2 separate regions of the Zea mays genome follow, and region 1 is linked to region 2. A link is a contact called in public Hi-C data. All regions are on one chromosome and are shown on one strand. Each heading gives the region's core, a stretch centred on a gene start, on an enhancer-like site or on the middle of the called end of the contact. The rest is flanking DNA. Distances are from core to core; before and after follow the strand shown.

Region 1 (3,986 bases), core at 1,294-3,793, 130 kb before region 2:
CTTACCTCATCTACAAGAGATTTTATCTTGGACGCACTGTCTTTCTTCAGCTCCTTTTTCCGTTTTGCCCTCAATTCTTCTGTATTTTTCAACCCAAAAGAACATATGATTTTGATTAGTTCATGGTAGCTCTATTTCAGTTGAATAAGTCGTTATTGTCAATAAGGTATACCAAAAAAAATCAATGCACACCTTTTGCAGCAGTAACTTGGTCAAGAATGTAGCCTCTTTCCTGTGGATCAAGCAGGAGCTGTTGTGCTTTCGCCAGAGCTATACCATCAAGTGAATATATATCAACGAGCAAGGAAAAAGAGCTATATCATTCAAACATGGTCATTTCCAGTGGCCCAATGCCAGACTTAACTACAGAAGTCCAGATCTTACAAGCAGAGATAGTGCAACATTCCAAGTTCTTTTCTCTAGAAAATCATGGCATACAGAAATAATCAAAGGTTAACACCTTATTAGCACTACTGTCTTAGTGAGCAAAACTAAAATTGCACAGATGTCATTTATAAGCTAATTTCTTTGTTGTATAATTCTTTGAATAGTTAATTTGTTCCTTCCTCTGGATGTCGGGTAACGTCCAATTAAATTCATCTCCAGTTCTTTTCTAGTATGAATTATGAATTCATGACCCTTTCACCAACATGAAAAATTAAAAGCCTATTCATGTTGATGCTATCCATTTCAAAGTTATTTATTTATTCCTATTTGAAGGGTATATAGAATTATCAACCGGCATATGTTCCTTGATGGTTTGTAAATCTACAAATTGTATTTAAAAAAACATATGTGCTTTACAGCAATGTAATGTAATACATTTCTCAACATGACAATATAATGAATTACATAGCCCTTTGCTTCTCATGTGCTCCGATAGTTTCGTTACTAGCTCATTTTGGTACCTGCAAAAGCTTCTTGTGCCTGAGGATGCTTGCATTTATCAGGATGGACCAGCAATGACAACTGCAGAAAGCATGTGAAACAAAAAAATATTAGATCTGCACAAAAAATAAATCAAACAAAGACTTTATAAATATCAAATCGATGTCTTTATACCTTCCTATATTGCTTTTTCACCTCATCTGGTGATGAATCAAAAGACAACTTAAGATGCTCGAAGGGGTTTAACTTGAAGCAACCAAGTATCCTGATAAATTTAGGATGTGTCAGGATAGGGAACTATTGCTGAGAATAAATAACCATATAGCATGACATTTCAATTGATCCATTTCTTTCAATTGAAAATATTCCATAATTACCATATACATACTATTACAAAACTCCTAATTTGTGTAGCAAAGAAAATACCCCTATACAATTTCAACTCATAAAAAAGCATCATTGTATAAGTTGAAGGTCCATGTATTACTCTTTCTTCAATACTTGGTGTTACTTTTTTCCAAAAACAGGATATTCCAGACACGGAAGATTTCTAAACAAGGATCAACAATAATATTATAAGGCTACTTAACTCTATGATGGCAGTTCACAAAAAAATAACATTGAGGTCATAGCAGTATTCACAATTCATTCATTCAGACAATTAGAAAAAAAAAATCTTTAAATTCGAACATTAGATAAGTCATCCGACTGCCAAGGTCTAGCTCCTGCCAACCAAAATTGAACAATTATATGCTCTGCTACTTAACTCAAACACCAACGACCACTCAAAACCGCGCATTCTGTGTATTCTATGGTTATACCAGGAAATAATCATTGCATAAGGAGGTGACAGGAGCCAATTATTCACAATTCATTCAGACAATTAGAAAAGTTTAACTTTAGATTCGAACATTAGATCAGTCATCCAACTGCCAAGGTCTAGCTCCTGCCAACCAAAATTAAACAATTCTATGCTCTGCTACTTAAGTCAAACGCCAACTACCGCTCAAAACCGTGCATTCTGTGCATTCCATGGTTATACCAGGATATAACCATTGCATAAGGAAGTGACAGGAGCCAGTTTACTGTGCCATGGATTTCCACATCAACGAAATAAATAACAATTTTGGTGCACTTAACAATAAAAGCCCCGCGCTTAGCACGGCTCAGAAGCAACTAGAACAAGCGATCGACCGTACAAACGCAACCTAGGGTTCATTCGAGCTAAAGGGTTCCCCAAATCTCAGCGAGACTTGGCGCCCAGCCAATTGCTACATCCACTAGGCCACACAATAGAGATGAAAGATCCTAAATGGATGGGATCTGAAGCTACAGTATGCGCAACGAAAAGGAACAACCGTGGAGAAGATGTGAAAGGGAGGGAGGGGAAGAAGACCTCAGCACTTCGTTGTCCCGCTCGGCCTCGCTGACCTCCGCGAGGAAGCTCTTGAGGAGCTGGTCCTCGTCGGCCTCCGACGACCCCATGGAGGTGGTGGAGGGGTGAAACCGACGAGGAGAAGATGAGGTCGGGGCGGGGCTCGGGCTCTCGGCTCGGCTTTGGTTTCGGGGCTCGGGGGGCGACGGGCGAGAGCCGCAAGACGACAGCGTGCTTCGTGAGCGTGACGAGGGACGGAAGGGAACGGGATAGAGTCGGTGGCGGACGGAGCCACGGAGGGTTTAGATGTGTATATTTGGGTCGGGCCTCATAATCACGTCTCAGTCACGGTATGGCTCAAAATATTTTAGTGTCAAATCGGCACAATCCGATATATCGGGCCGAGTTTGAACCATTTAAGGCAGGTATGAAAAGATCCTTATATATTCATTAAAACCACACTTTATTCCACACTAGTTAGATATTTTTTGTAGTTTTGAATTAGAGTATGTGATGTAATTTTACTTTTGTTATGAACTAGCTGAGTGCCCGTGCGTTGCAACGGAAACACATAATACCACGGTACTGCTATGAGAAAAGGTTTCTTAATACATTTGGTATCCTATCCATACATAAATTGTATAGACAAACCAAGTCGCATCAACCCAAATCTAGAAGTACCCAGGAAATCCGATGCCATTTTCTAGTCATTAGAGTAACACCAATATCATTAAGCATGCAAAAATCAAAATACAGAAAGTCATCAGCACAAGGAGTAACTTGATAATGTTACAGGTGTCCCAGATTAATGACTCTAAATAGAAATTATTAACAAGGGGAAAAGGATGGTTCAAGAATATATCTGGAGATCAGAACAAGAACCAACAAAATACAATCCTATGTCCACACTAATTGTCTCATTTCATGAGATTTTAAAAAAAACTGAATGTGGACATAGCAAAGAAAAACCATATACAATGCACATATTAATAGATCAGACATGTGAGGTAGTTATGTTAAGTATTAGCAATACATAAAACAACTCATTACTGTAGTATGGACAGTATCACATTGCCTACATATTAAATCAAATATTCAGCTATATCAGTGAGACCGAACGCTTCATAGAAGGTCGGTTGTAGTTAACATGCCAAGATTAAAGTCGGTACGTAAGCCGCTGTTGCTGGACAACGACCGGACCATACATATGCCAGGTATGGAATGAAACCTCTATATAATCTAGATTGTAATCCAGAGCCATATATATACACCTGTACGAAAGCACCATGGGTATCAACGATGTAGCGATAGAGCTCACCGTTACGGGCCCTGTTTGTCTGGGCAGAGATCCAGCGGAACTGCCTGAACAATTTGTGGGTCTTGATGAGTTCATGCATCTTCTCTATCTCCGCGATCTCTTCCCTGTCCTTGGACTTCTTGACATCATTGTACCCGGCAACGACAACAAGGTTTGCCAGCTCCCTCAGCTTAGCGCACTTAGCAAAAGCTTCGACCAGCCCTGTTATGTCCTTCACCCTGTCGAGTCTTGCCATGGAGAAGAGGATGGGCTTTGACCGGTCATCCAGATGCCCACTGCGAATTAGTGATAACAATATCATCAGCAGAAATTTCCAAGCTCGAATCGAATTAGAAGAGAATACTGCGAAGGACGTCCATGTCACAACCCAAAAGGCCTCAAAGGACCAGGCAGGATAGCAGAAAG
Region 2 (3,669 bases), core at 250-2,749:
TGACGGACGCCGTCTGGCCGACGTCGCACTCGTTCCCCGGGAACGTCGGCCCCGCCGGGCTCACCCCGTCGAGGCAGCTCAGCAGGTTCTCGTTGCACCGCGTGTTCAGGTAGTCATCTGCATGCGGGGCAAAAAGGCGATCAGAGCAGTCAACGGCAAGCAAAGTGGAGCTCGCACAGACTAGGCGAGAGGCGAGGCGACACATGTACGCCGCGACCACCACTCGTTGTACACTCATTCGATCAGTGCGCTCGACGACAGCCCGGAGAAGATACTAACGGATTATCACACAGATACGAAGCCCCCCGGCGCGCAATGATGCGCCACCGATGCACGCTACTGCCGGCTGCCGCGCCGGCGCGGGCGCGCACATGTCGGTTGGCCGCGACGCGCGTGCCGACGCAACGGTCGGTCTCGCTCGCTGTGTCAAGGGCGCGCGTGCATGCCGGTGCACCGCATGCTCGTGCTTTGTCTAATCTTATCTGGCAGTACCCTTGTACTGGTCTGAGATCGTGTTAGGTGGCGCGTCAGCTCGCGAAGACCTGCAGGGCGTGCTGCTCTGGGCTTTGGGTTTCAGAAGAAGGAAGAGGAGATGATGGGCTTTAGTTAGGAGAGTGCGTACTGTTGTGGGTGTCGACGCAGTGGTCGTGGACCATGCAGCAGGCGTCGAGCGCGTCGCAGGGCTTCTCGCCTGGGCAGCCGCTGTACAGGATCCCGCAGTACTTGCCGTACCTCAGCAGCGGCGGGACTTTCGTTTTCAAGGGACACGGTGGACAAGGGGGAAAAAAAAAAGAAGCAAGCGCGTCAGTACAGTACCCTTTTGCTGGTGAGTGAGTAGAGTACCCGACTGATGGAAGCTGGAAAGCAGTCGGCTTCAGGTAAGCGCTTGACCTCCAGAAGAAGAAGAAAAAAAAAGAAAGAAAGAAGAAGAAGAATTGTATGCTACGCAAGTTCTGTCCGCTCATGGCGATGGGAACTCAGCAAAGCAACCCCACCTGATGAAGAACAGATGAACAGGACCGGCTTCTGCTGGAGAGAAAAAGGAAGAAGACGGATTGATTGGTTGTGACTTGCTTATTACCTATGCAGAACGACGACTCGCACGTCCGGCTACAGCCCTGGCTCCCCTGCGGAAAAACCACAAGTCCGTCCATGCAGGGGCACGGTGGTGGTCGGCAATAAGCACACACCGATCAGCTTCAGACGAAAAGGCACTTACAGAAGCTCAGACTCGGCTCGCTTCCGCGCTCTGGTACGGTCCTTACCGAAGGCGCTGCTGTCCCGAGCAGGTCGCCGACGTTGAGGGCCTGCGACGCCGTCGCCACCAGGAGGAGGAGGAGGAGGAGGAGGAGGGGGAGAAGCAGCGACGACCACCGGGAGACGGCGAGAACGGACGCCATCATCATCTGCCTGCCCTCTGGTGTTCGTCGTCTAGCACTGCGCGTGTGACTGTGGTGTGCGGGGAAGAAGTGGAGCTGGAGTGGATAGGCTGGCTGGGCAGAGCGCGAAATATTTGGTCTCTTTCCGGTCGGCGCCGGCCGCACCGCGCGCAGGGGTTATTTATACATGCTGATGAAGATGGATCCGCTTGGGAGTTTAGGCCACGCACCGCACCACAGGATCACACGCGGACATCGGAACATTGTCATGCATGGTCACCTCACCCTGCGCTGCGCAGCTCTTGAAGCAAAAGCTATACGGCAACAGCAACTAGAAAAGAAAACGCTTGTCGTACGTAGTTCACCTAGCTGCACCATCGTCGTGGCATGCATTGTACCGTAGCAGACACCTGAAACCAAATTTTTTTGCCTGCTTAATTGCGGGTTGGTGTGCAGTGGCGATTTATCCCCGCACGATGGTCACAGAGAGTTGCCATCGCAGCGGGGGCACTGGCTGCCTGCACAAGTGGTTGGGCTGGGCTGCTGCGTTTTCGGAGCCCTCTGACCTACGTCTCTGCTTTGGCATGCACTGGCATGGTGAGTTGGTGACGCTGGCATGCATGCATCGGAGATTAGTAGGCTTTGCGCTCCTGCCTTGATGATGCCGTGCGTAACCGATGCTGATATAATACATGAGATTTGACCGCGTGCACATGCGAGTCGTCCAGGTCTTTGCACCACCTGTCCTGCTTACTCAAATGTTATAGAAGCCAGATCAAACTGAAGCGGTTTGAGTGTCTCGATGGATATGAATGGTCATCGAGAGATGACTTGGTAACCGTAGAGCTTATTATTATTAGTCCCAAACCAGGCAACCACTGCACATTGTATTAATTGTCTACATTTCGGACTCTTGGCCTCTTGGGTACTCTAGAACGATCGGAACATCGCACCAAATTCGTGTAAATCTTGTTTCCTCTGCCGTAGCAAATTGTCCAGTGGATGCACGGCCACGTCTGAGGGACAGATCGAGCCAGCAGCCTTTCACTTTGTACGCAGGCGTGACACGTTTGTATTGTAACATGCATGGATGTAGAATCTTATTTGGCTGGAAAGCGTTGGACTTTATAGGACACCTTGCACATAAACCTTACGTAGACACTAAGCTGCGTTGGTAACTAAACTTAATTATACCTTCCAGTTAGACGACATCTCGGTATTAGAACGATGTAGCTCCACACGGAGACAGCGAGGTAGAGCGACGAGCCTACTTTGCCTTCACCGATCGTGTAGGAGATATATCAAATCTACGAGTATGTGAGTAGTTTATGGAAGAGGAGACTACGATAAACGTCGGTTCGCGTGCTGGACATCCTCTTGTTTTTATATGGAGTGTGAAAGAGGGTCGTAATCATAAGATTGTTGCGCTCCGGCACGAGAGGCGAAGTCCTAATATTGTCCCCCTTCATAATCTCAATTTTACTTGCTTATACTTAATTTCTTAACTGTTTACTTTCATAACGGACAATTTTCACTACTCAATAAATCGATACACCAAGACCAAGGTGTTACAACAACTACTGAACTCAATGACTATATTATACTTTTTTTTATCTCAAACCAGAGAACTTATTCTTAAAGTGGATGGTTGTGAAAGGAACGTGGACGCATAAGAGGAGAGCGAATTAGGACAACTATTTTCATGCTAATCTAGAACCTCTATTTTTTTCTCTTAAACAATATCTACGTGGATAACATTGATATGTGCAATTAAGATTTTGTCTAATTGATACTATCTCCAACTTTTTTGCATTTTAGCTCTTTTAAGGTTTTATTTTCACAATACACTCTTTACAGTTTCATTTTAAAAAATGGACCCCTGGCTCGGCGCCATTATCATTCGTGCCTAGCTTTTGCGTGTCGACGCTAATTTTTTTGACGTGCATAGGTAAGAATCCGAGCCACTGTGCCTCGGCGGCAAGATCTGCGGCGTCGAAGCACGTGCCTATATATAAATATGCCCCTTCGGCCGTCAGTTTTTGTACTCATTTCTATTCTTCGAAATGACAAACATCAACCTAAATCATCGACTTGGATCCATTGTTACTCTATATCAAGGTAAGCTCTCTCCTTTTTTCCTATTTTGTTGTGTATGATTAATAGCATAAGGGTTAGGTTTTGGATATCATTTTTAGAAGCATTTTTTATTGTCATATTATTGATTTGTAGGATGTCTAGGCACGGTAAACGTGCTAAACAAATGTAAGTGTTGTATTAAATTATATTTGTG

The links. Hi-C and Micro-C count contacts between places; a contact is called where the count stands out from the background.
Region 1: a contact with region 2 is called in a Hi-C map of ear, with 3 times the contacts expected there. The contact joins the promoter of LOC100282966 here to the promoter of LOC100281846 in region 2. A contact is called at or near these places in 2 of 25 Hi-C or Micro-C datasets (ear and tassel).

What each region holds. Positions count from the first base shown.
Region 1 is chr1:37,051,395-37,055,380 of Zm-B73-REFERENCE-NAM-5.0, reverse strand. It overlaps LOC100282966 (Chaperone DnaJ-domain superfamily protein), which reads right to left and starts at 2,543. Exons shown (of 9, transcript NM_001155871.2): 1 at 2,285-2,543; 2 at 1,063-1,153; 3 at 909-969; 4 at 193-270; 5 at 6-79. The coding sequence starts at 2,373. It also overlaps the pseudogene LOC103644560.
Region 2 is chr1:36,918,067-36,921,735 of Zm-B73-REFERENCE-NAM-5.0, reverse strand. LOC100281846 reads right to left here and starts at 1,499. Exons shown (of 3, transcript NM_001411928.1): 1 at 1,266-1,499; 2 at 1,082-1,127; 3 at 1-117. The coding sequence starts at 1,406.